Linked DNA regions of Mus musculus: all the other regions are linked to region 2. Evidence: chromatin contacts called from public HiCAR-type and HiChIP or PLAC-seq data. All regions are on one chromosome and are shown on one strand. Each heading gives the region's core, a stretch centred on a gene start, on an enhancer-like site or on the middle of the called end of the contact. The rest is flanking DNA. Distances are from core to core; before and after follow the strand shown.

Evidence for each region. HiCAR-type assays count read pairs that join an accessible place to other places. HiChIP or PLAC-seq counts read pairs in DNA pulled down with a chosen protein or histone mark.
Region 1: a contact with region 2 is called in an H3K27ac HiChIP or PLAC-seq map of embryonic stem cells, with 4 times the contacts expected there. The contact joins the promoter of Nifk here to the enhancer-like site in region 2. A contact is called at or near these places in 5 of 39 promoter capture datasets (cranial neural crest, embryonic stem cells, frontonasal cranial neural crest and 2 more), 10 of 484 Hi-C or Micro-C datasets (the C2C12 cell line, the G1E-ER4 cell line, the HPC-7 cell line and 3 more) and 4 of 115 datasets of contacts at active chromatin or transcription factors (acute myeloid leukemia, embryonic forebrain, embryonic stem cells and 1 more).
Region 3: a HiCAR-type map of embryonic stem cells shows a contact between it and region 2, with 4 times the contacts expected there. The contact joins two enhancer-like sites. A contact is called at or near these places in 1 of 484 Hi-C or Micro-C datasets (neural progenitor cells) and 3 of 115 datasets of contacts at active chromatin or transcription factors (all in embryonic stem cells).

The regions. Positions count from the first base shown.
Region 1 is chr1:118,320,163-118,323,492 of GRCm38.p6, reverse strand. Nifk (nucleolar protein interacting with the FHA domain of MKI67) reads right to left here and starts at 1,650. Exons shown (of 7, transcript NM_026472.4): 1 at 1,496-1,650. The coding sequence starts at 1,600.
Region 2 is chr1:119,073,177-119,076,388 of GRCm38.p6, reverse strand. No RefSeq gene overlaps it. Among named protein-coding and RNA genes, the nearest start is that of Gli2, 21 kb to the right of the region's middle. Within about 2 kb of position 1,293, at least 12 of the 459 cell types and tissues checked have an H3K27ac peak or open chromatin away from gene starts, as enhancers often do. A contact at or near this core is called in embryonic stem cells, where this site is marked.
Region 3 is chr1:118,366,871-118,370,255 of GRCm38.p6, reverse strand. No RefSeq gene overlaps it. Among named protein-coding and RNA genes, the nearest start is that of Gm28867, 9.2 kb to the right of the region's middle. Within about 2 kb of position 1,340, at least 79 of the 459 cell types and tissues checked have an H3K27ac peak or open chromatin away from gene starts, as enhancers often do. A contact at or near this core is called in embryonic stem cells, where this site is marked.

The sequences.
Region 1 (3,330 bases), core at 401-2,900, 750 kb after region 2:
TGGAGCCTTGGCTGGCCCAAAACTCACTACGTAGACCTGGCTGGCCTCTAACTGCTGAATGCTAAGATTAAAGTCCTATATCACCATGCCCTGCAAAGGTCTTTATTTTTCAACGAAAGTATGTTACCATTCCATAACCTCAGAGTAAATTAATTCTAATGTCTTTTTCTTTTTTTTGAGACAGAGTTTCTTTGGGTAGCCCCAGCTGTCCTGGAGCTAGCTTTGTAGACCAGGCTAGGCTCAAACTCACACAGATCCACCTGCCCCTGCTTCCTGAGTGCTAAGATTAAAGGTGTGTGTCCCCGCCACCCAGCTTCCTAAAGTCCTTTCAGAGGCTAGGTGGAGATCTGCCTGCCTCTGCCTCTCCAACACTAGGATTGAAGGTAAAAGTCACCTTGCCTGGCCTGCAACAAATTTTCAACACCATTCTTTCCCCTTGGTCCAGGAACAAACTCATAACTCTATCAGGGCAGAAACTGAAAAACTCCGTGTTTGGTATCTCTCTTCCCTTAAGCACTTGCTGAGCAAGGCTGAGGCCTGAGTTCAATCACACAGAGCCACAGACTCTGCAAGAGACAGACTCCCACACACGCACGCACCATGATGCACACCAAGGCACACATATGTCCACACCCACCTGTCCCTACAAAACAGTCAGCACAACATGTGTTCAAGAGCTAAATGGACAAGCAAGTAACAGTCTGTCATGTTCAGAGTAACACTGTGAAACCAAGACCTTCAACTCCGAATGCAGTTGGCAGTTTATTACACCGAATCTTAACTGTTTCCGGTTGTTAACCTTCATGGTGCAGACTCTCCTTCTCTATCACCATACTATGACCCCAGAGAACAAGAACTTGTTTCCTGTCAGGTAGGGTACCGGGTGACCTATAGTGTATTCATGAAGTGGATATAGGGGGTTCAAGACCTCGACTGCACAGCAAATGTGAGGTGAGCTTGGGCTACAATAAACCCTATACTGACACTGTAACAAAAGCGACCCTCCCAAAAGACCCCCAGGACAACAACAATAAAAAAAGAAAAGCTGTCGTTCTCTCCAATGCACTCCATGGTGCAAACCAAAGGGACTATAAACTTCCGTTAGGGACATTGCATACAAACTGAACTCGACAGGTTGACAGGTTGAAGCCCTATTCTGAATTCTGACCCTGAGCTGTATTCTGACTCTCGATCCTCCCAGGACGTGGGCTTCGGGACGTCTACTCCGTCTTCTAAGCACTACAAACTAAGGGGACATAACACACCTTCCGAATGCTGCGGTAGACCATGAACCCTCATTTTGCAGGTCAAAGCGGAAGCGTGGCAGCTTTAACACATTCTGAGATCTGGGGGTGCCATGCTCCCACACGTGGTACCCCTCCTCCTTCACCTCACACCGATTCCTGACCTGCCTCGGTCCCCTGATTGGAACCATCGTCTCCCAGCCCGTGAGAGGTTGGCTCCCGAGCCAGCCCGGCCGCCCCGCGCCGCTCACCTTCTTCGTGCGCCCTTGGATCTGCGTCAGAGCCTTCTCAAACTGCGAGTCTTCCTGCGGGTTCAATGCCAGACTCGGCTTCGCGGGGCCTGCTAACCCAGCCATGCTGGAGAACCCGAACAAGTCAATCCACGCGGAGCCTTCGGAAGTGACGTTTCCTTCGCGTCTCGGAAGCGGAAGTAGAGGCGGAAGTGTAGCAAAAGAGCAGGCCCCGGTGTCTAGAATTGAGGCAGCTCGAGCGCCACCTACTGGCCACAAACTAAAAACATTTAAAATCGGATTAAGGCTCCGTTGGTGAAGCGCTTGTTCTCAGTCCTAGGTTTGAAACCCAGTGCCTCATAAAATGTGACTGGAGCCACGCCCCCTGCCCCCATCTGTAATCCCAACACTTGGGAGGTAGAGGCAGGAGGATCAGGAGTTCAGCGCCATTCTCATAAACATAGTTCGAAGACAGCCTGGGCTCCATGGACTCAAAAACAAATTTAAAGTCTCAAACATTAGCCATGCCCGTTGCCTGTTCATGCCAACGTGCAACAGGAAAAGCCTTCCCCTCTGTGGGCTCCTTTTGTAAACTTTGTAAACGCTCAAGCAGGAAAGTGGCCAGGCCCCTGCCTGAGGAGATCCAGTGGCCAACCTCCCCAGTCCCCCCACCCCCGCATGTTTTCCAACGTCCCTAATGGTTTTCTAACCATCCAAAAGTGGGAGAGTGGCCAGACCCTGCCCTACAAGAAAAAAATTCCACCAGTCCCCGAGGTCTCTCAAGTTCAGGACTTGAAATTCCACCAGTCCTCATCATGGAAGTCTCCACAGCATAATCCAACACCTATTTATATTTTTGATATTATACACCTGTGTCTGTGAGTGGGTATGTGTTCAGGAATTCAGATGACCATAGAGAATAATGGTGTCGGATCTCCTGAACTTGGAGTTCAGGCTGTTGAGAGATGTCCAATGTACTGGGAACTGAACTCAAGTCCTCTGGAAGAGCAGAAAATACTTTTAACTGTGAGCTATTTGTCTAGTCCCCATTTATTTTATTTTTATGCGATGAGTGTTTTGCCTGTATATGTACCCTATATGTGCAGTGCCTGCAGTGGCCAGAAGAGGGCATCAGAACACTGGAACTGGAATTAAGGACTGTGAGCTCTTGACCACAGAGCCATCTCTTGAGTTCCCTAGTAAGTTTCTTTAGGTAACACAATAGGAATTTTGAGAAAACAAAAGGAGAAGCTTGTAAGAGTTTCTTATGTTGAAACAGTTGTCTTTTCTCCATTTGTTTATTTACTTATAGATTAATTGATTGACAGGTTGATTGATTTTGTGTGTAGTGTATGCCTGTCAGTGAGTATGGGTGTGTGCACCCTTGTGCTGCATCGCATGTGTCTAGGTCAAAGGACTACTTGCTGTAGTTCTTTCCTTCCACGGTATGGGTTTTGGGGACTCAGGCTTAGTGGCAAGTGCCTTTACTTGTTGAGCCACCTTACTGACCCGGTCTGAAGATTATTTTAAGCAAAATATTTTTGAGACTCAGTGGATAAAAAAAGAAGCCCTTTATCTAAGAGAGCAACTTCTGGGGAGATGGGGCTTCCTTAAGCCCCTTTGGGGAATGTTATGACATAAGGAACACTGGAAGAGGGGCTGGAGGTGCAGGCTCAGCACAGAGCTTACCTGCCTTTTATGAAGCTCTGGCTTCTACTTCCAACTCTGAGTAAACCAACATCTAGGCAGCCAGCGATACATGAGACCCTCCCTGTCCCTACAAAAGGAGGAAGGCAATCAATGGCAAGATGGGTCTGAGGGTAAAGGCTATGGAGGTTAGGCTGAAGGCCTGAACT
Region 2 (3,212 bases), core at 44-2,543:
CTAAGCAAGACAAAACACTGTAGGAAGGGCTGTAGTAAGGAATGAATAAGTGAGGTTAGAAAATACCCCAGTGTTGGTCCTTAAAAGCCAAGGTTTTGTTATGCGGAGACCTCAGCTCCCCCACCTACCATCTTTTGAATTCTCTGGGCACCTGCCTCAACCAGTGTCACCCCAAAGGACAGAGCACATCTGAGGTTTGCATGGTAGGAAATCCTGCAGGTCTGTCAGCAAGACAAAGGGTTTTTAATTAAGCACTAATGGCTTTGGGTCCCCCTCCCCTCAAATCCCTATCTTGGGTGTGCCCCCCCCCACAAGGCTTTCTGGATCTGGGAAGATCTAAGAGTTCCAGCAAGAGGAAGAGGGAAGGAGGGGGCAGGGCTGGCTGTAAGACACTGGGGACCGACTTTCCATCCTCACTCTGGCTTTAACTTGAAGCACCCTCTCACCAACCTATTTATTGCGCTCTCTGCCTGAGGTCTCCTCCTCCTCCTCCTCCTCCTCCTCCTCCTCCTCCTCCTCCTCCTCCTCCTCCTCCTCCCCCTCCTCCTCCTCCTCCTCCTCTCCCCTTTCCCCCTCCCCCTCCTCTTCTTTCCATCCTTTCTGTCTTGTTCAGGTAGCAGAGGGTGGCCTCAGTTCGATCTAGGTCTGACCTTGAACTTGCGATCCTCCTGACTCCACCTCCTAAATACCAAGATTCCCGGAGTGCACCGCAGCCACAGTCAGTTAGTCTGTGGCCTCCTGCTCGCTAGGTGAGACCCACTAGCTGAGCCACACCCTCAGTTCTGGGCCAGCTTTTCTAAATTAACCCCTGCCTGTGGTATCCGACCCAGCAACGCCTCCACCTTCAGGTCCTGTCCTGAACTATCTTACCACATCTGTGCACCCAAGAATGGTCTTGCAGCCATGGTACTGTAGCTGTGAAACCCCAGCCCTCGGGAGGCTGAGGCAGGAAGGTTGTTGTTAGTGAGTTCCAGTCCAGCTTGTGCTACAGACTGAGACCTCATTTACACAGAAAAGTACGTTCTTTGCAAGTGTCTGTATGGCTAAACACAGACACACCCTAAATACCTCTCCCCAGCAGATTCGTCAAACGCGATGCAGCAGCAAGTATATAGCCTTACTGTGGAATTGCCACCAAGGAAAGCTTTTGAGGAAGAAGGAAGTTTTGGAACTGTATGCTCAATGGCATGGGGCTTCTCTGAGAAGGAAGGTGGGAAGGACATTTTAGAGGCAGGGACTTCCTGGAAGGAGTGGCAAATACTTCAGCTGACCCGGGAAGGAGAAAGCAGAGATGGGGCCCCCTAGTGGAGAAGGGGTAAAGAGAGGGAGTCATCACCCTAAGCTGGGAGAGGGAGATAACATCTCTAAGGTAACCAGTGACTGGAAAGGTCTGATGATGTGTAATTGACAACCCAGAGCAGACAGACCCAGACAGACCCAGACAGAGCAGTATCGTCTGCCTCTACCCGGGTCATCAGAAAGAAAGGTGCAGAGAACCATTAGACAATGAAAATAGCACTTTTGGTGAGATTGTCCACAGTGCCCAGCTGATGCTGCACCGTCCTTTAGCCACAGGACATTTTTAAAAAATATTTTTATTAGGTATTTTCCTCATTTACATTTCCAATGCTATCCCAAAAGTCCCCCATACCCTCCCCCCCACTCCCCTACCCACCCACTCCCACTTTATGGCCCTGGCGTTCCCCTGTACTGGGGCATATAAAGTTTGCGTGTCCAATGGGCCTCTCTTCCCAGTGATGGCCGACTAGGCCATCTTTTGATGCATATGCAGCTAGAGACAAGAGCTCCGGGGTACTGGTTAGTTCATATTGTTGTTCCACCTATAGGGTTGTAGATCCCTTTAGCTCCTTGATTACTTTCTCTAGCTCCTCCATTGGGGCCCCTGTGATCCATCCAATAGCTGACTGTGAGCATCCACTTCTGTGTTTGCTAGGCCGCGGCATAGTCTCACAAGAGACAGCTATATCTGGGTCCTTTCAGCAAAATCTTGCTAGTGTGTGCAATGGTGTCAGCGTTTGGAAGCTGATTATGGGATGGATCCTCGGATATGGCAGTCTCTAGATGGCCCATCCTTTCGTCACAGCTCCAAACTTTGTCTGCCACGGGACTTTTTAGAACATCAAGGAGATCCTGGGTACTGCCCAGCCTTGGGCTGCAATTGTGGATGGCTGCCATCTGCCGCCTTCGTGATACCATAGATGACTTCAGCAGTGGAGCTGGTTAAGAAGCAACAAGAGAAAATATGTGTAGAGAAGATCACCTGACCAAAACGAAACAAAGAACTAAGTGGGGCTGAGGGTGTGGCTCAGGTGGTAGCATGCTGGCCCAGCACACCCAGATTCGTAAACTAAGCCTGGTGGTCCAGATCTGTAATCTCCGTGTTCTGGAGGTGGAGACACGAGGATCAGAAGTTCAGGGTCATCCTTGGCTACATAGCAAGTCACATAGCCTGTGCTATGTGAGACTCTGTCAGAAAAGAAAAGGAAAAAAGAAGGGAAAAGAGGAGGAGAAAGGGGAGGAGGAGGGGGAGGACTATGGCATGTTTCCTGTCTTGAAGTCAGGAAGCCAACAGAAAGACACATCAAGAGATCTTCAAATGCAGTTGAGTGTGTCAGGGAGCCATGTGATGACAGCATCTTTGGTAGAGGGTGTCCGTCAAGCCACTAGAAGGTTTGTTCTTGTCCAGGAGGGCTTCTTGGAGGAAAGACAGTTTAAGATATCTTCCTGATTAAGATACTGTGTTTGCTTAATCTCTGTACGTATGAAAAATACCAGCAGGTCACAGGTACTTTATTTGCTACTGTGACAAAATGACAAGAAGAGCAACTTGAGGAAGGAAGGAAGGAAGGAAGGAAGGAAGGAAGGAAGAAAGGAAGGAAGGAAAGAAGGAAGGGTCCTTTGGCTCTCAGTTGGAGGTTTCAGTCCATCCTGGCACAGGAGAACAAGGCAGCTGACCACAGTGCATCTGAAAGTAAGAAGCAGGGAAGTAAATGTGGGTGCTTAGCTCCCACTTTTAAACTTTGGTCCTGGACTCCAACCCATAGAAGGGTACCGCCCACACTTAGAGTCAATCTTTCCACGTCTGTTAACTCAGTCTAGAGACCTCCCACAGAGATTTGTCTCCAAGATGATTCTAGATCCACTTGCCAGTAAACCTTAACAATCACACTTGAGAAAATCAACTTAGAAAA
Region 3 (3,385 bases), core at 91-2,590, 710 kb after region 2:
AGTTGGCCTGAAGCCTCCTGGACTGAGCCCCACATTCTTCTTCCAATGTCTATCTGGATCCGCATCTCCTCAGTGAGAAGACACACACAGTCTTGAGGACAGCAGCTAGTAGCTGCTCTGTGAGTTCTGTCTAGTTTCTGTAGCTGGGAGATGGGAACCCATGAATTAGAATTGATGACAGAAGTCAAGGTGCCAGTGGGGGACTCTCAAACACTACAGTAATGACTGGGAGGGGGTATGATGTAGATTTCTGAAGTGCTGGAAGTATCTTGTGTTTTTATCTGGGGGGACACTTTTTATAGTGTGTGTGTGTGTGTGTGTGTGTGTACACTTGGAGGCAAGAATAGGACATCAAGTATCATCTATCATTTTCCACTTATATTCTCTCTCTCTCTCTCTTTTCACAAGGAGGTTTGAGACAGTCTTACTACATAGCCTGGTGGCTGTCCTGGAGCTCTCTACATAGACCAAGCCCCTGTCTTGAATTATAGAAATCCACTTGCCTTGCCCCCATCCCAACACCCCAGTGGAGAGATTAACAGTGTGTACCACCACACCTAAATCCACTTATTTCTTGAAAAGGGCTTGCTCACTAAACATGGAGCTCCATTTTCTTCCGCCTATACTAGCTGGCCAACAAGCCCCAGCCATATACCTCCCCTGCTCCCCATGCTGATGTCACAGGCTGGAATGGCCACATCTGGTACTTGAGTGCTGGGGATTCAAACTTAGGTCCTTCTGCTTGCACAGCACATGCCCTTCCCCCACTGAAGCACCTCCCCAAACCTTCCCCCACCAGACAAAGAAATCATTAAGTTCCCAAAACAAAGATGGTTTGGCACTGAGTGAGGCAGGCAGATAGATTTGTGTTCCCAAGAAAAACACATCAAAGTCCTAACGCCCAGGATCTGGGGATGTGACCTTATTTAGGAATGGGACTTTGTATCAGTTGAACTGAAGTCATCCTGGACTCCTGCATGCTGTCATCCAATGACTCACATAGTTTGATTTGGACCCAGACAACATGATGCAGCAGTCCAGTCTCAGACTGGCATTATGCTGACAGAAGCCAGGAGGAAACACTGAAGTTCTTGCCCTAAAATCTTCAGCGAGGGTGGGGCCCTGGTGACACCTTCATCTCCATCCTGTATCTAGCACTGTGAGAGAACAGGGGCCTGTGGATTTAAGACACCCAATTTGTCACTGTTGGGACTGTCCTGGGAAAGCAGCACAGAGGTGCCTGCTTGCAAAAGAGGAGGGGCAAGTCAGGTTTAGTCATGATTACCTCAGAGGGTGTAGGCTTGTGGTTGTTGTTTTGGGTTGGCTTTTGTATGTGGATTATTTCCTGAAAGAATGCATCTTAAAGTCAGTGCTGTAGCCTACGCCTGCAGTTCACTGCACAGTGAGGTAGTCCCAGGAGAATCAGGAGGTCAAGATCAGCCTCAGCTAGCTAGTGAGCTGGAGGCCTGGGGTATATGAGATACACTCTCAAGTAAATAAATAATAAAACAACAAAAGCTACTCCCATGTCTCTCTCTCTCTGTCTGTCTGTCTGTCTGTCTCTGTCTGTCTGTCTGTCTCTCTCCGTCTGTCTGTCTGTCTGTCTGTCTGTCTCTTCCCTCCCTCCTGCCCCTGACAGGGTCCATAGCCCATGCTGTCCTCAACTTGCTATATAGTGGAGGATGTTGAGCTTTTGATCTCCTGCCTCTATCTCTTGAGTGCTGGGATTCCAGCTCTACCCCAGCAGCTGGACTTTCTCACAGTGTTAGGGATGGGTCTCAGAACTCCATGCATGCTAGGCGAGCACTGAGGTTCATCTCTAGCCCTTCTTGTTGTTTAATTTTTGAGACAGTATCTCAGAGAACTCACTGTATAACCCAAGCTAGACTCAGAACCTGTGCGACCTGCCTTCTTTGTCATCCCAAGTACTGGAGTCACAGGCAGGGACCACCATATTCAGCTTCCTTATTAGTTACCTTAAATTTGTGTTTGATGCTTCTCAAATTACAGGAGTCAGATATTCTCATTCAATAGTGGGCTGGAGAGATGACTCAGCAGTTAAGAGCACTGCCTGCTCTTTCAGAGGTCCTGAGTTCAATTCCCAGCAACCACATGGTGGGATCTCATGCCCTCTTCTGGTCTCTAGTTGTACATGCAGACAGAGCACTCATACAATAAATAAATAAATAAATAATTTAAAAACCTAAAAAAAGAAAATATTCAATATAAAATTTGAATTTTGGAGAACTTTTAGCATAAGCACCTCTATTAGTCAGGGTTCTCTAGATTAACGTAATTTATGGAATGTCTCTCTATATTAAACACTTTATTGAAATGACTTACAGTCTGCAATCTATCTAACCCAATAACGGGTAGCTGTGAATGGAAAGTCCAAGAGTCTAGTAGTTGCTCAGTCCCACGAGGCTAGGTGTTTCATCTGGTATTCTGTATAATCTAGAATCCTGAAGAGGTAGGTTCCAACAGATGTGCTGGCAAGTAAGTGCAAGCAGGCAAAGAAGAGTGAACCTTCCTTCTTTCATCATCCTTATGTAGGGCTCCAGCAGAAGGTATGGCCCAGATTAAAGATGCATACTACTATGCCTGGACTTGGAACTTAATCTGTCCCAGGCTGGCCTTGAAGTCAGAGATCTGCTTGCCTCTGTCTCCTGGGATTAAAGCCATGTACTACCTTGCCTGGACCTAACCTTTTCATGGCCACTATTCCTCAAGATCCAAATCAAAACCCTGTGTCTTCTAGCCTCAAGATCTGGATCACAGGTGTGCCCTCCCTTTCTGGATTGTAGTCATTCCAGATGTAGTCAACTTGACAACCAGGAATAGCCATCACAGCATCTTAGGTGATATTTGAGACATACACTAAGGAGTATTTATGTGCAAGTGGGGATCAGAGGACAACCTGTGAGAGATGGCACTTTCCTTACACATCTGATGGAATTCAGTTCCTCAGGCTCCAGGCTTGGCAGCAAAGACCTTTATCCTATGAGTAATCCAGCCAGTCCCATCCACATTATTTTTGAAGATATGAATGCTAGGGTTCTAGAGTTATCTTGAATGGGTTCTGAGGAACAGATTAAAGTCCTCATGCTTGCACTATATCACTTGGCTAATCCTGCCAATTGTTAATATACATCTAAAATTCAAAACTGACTGGTACTGTATGTATCTGCTTTGGTATGCCCTTCTATTGACTGGTACCAAGGCCTTCCCTGTCCCTTCTTATAGGTCTCTGCCCAGCTCACAAAAGCCTTGCCTAACCATACTGCTTTCCCCACCATTCGTCCTTGCCCTATTCAACTCACAACACAATTCCTCATTTACGTTTGGCATCTATCTCCAGTATAGGATGTAATCTCACAAAGCCAGA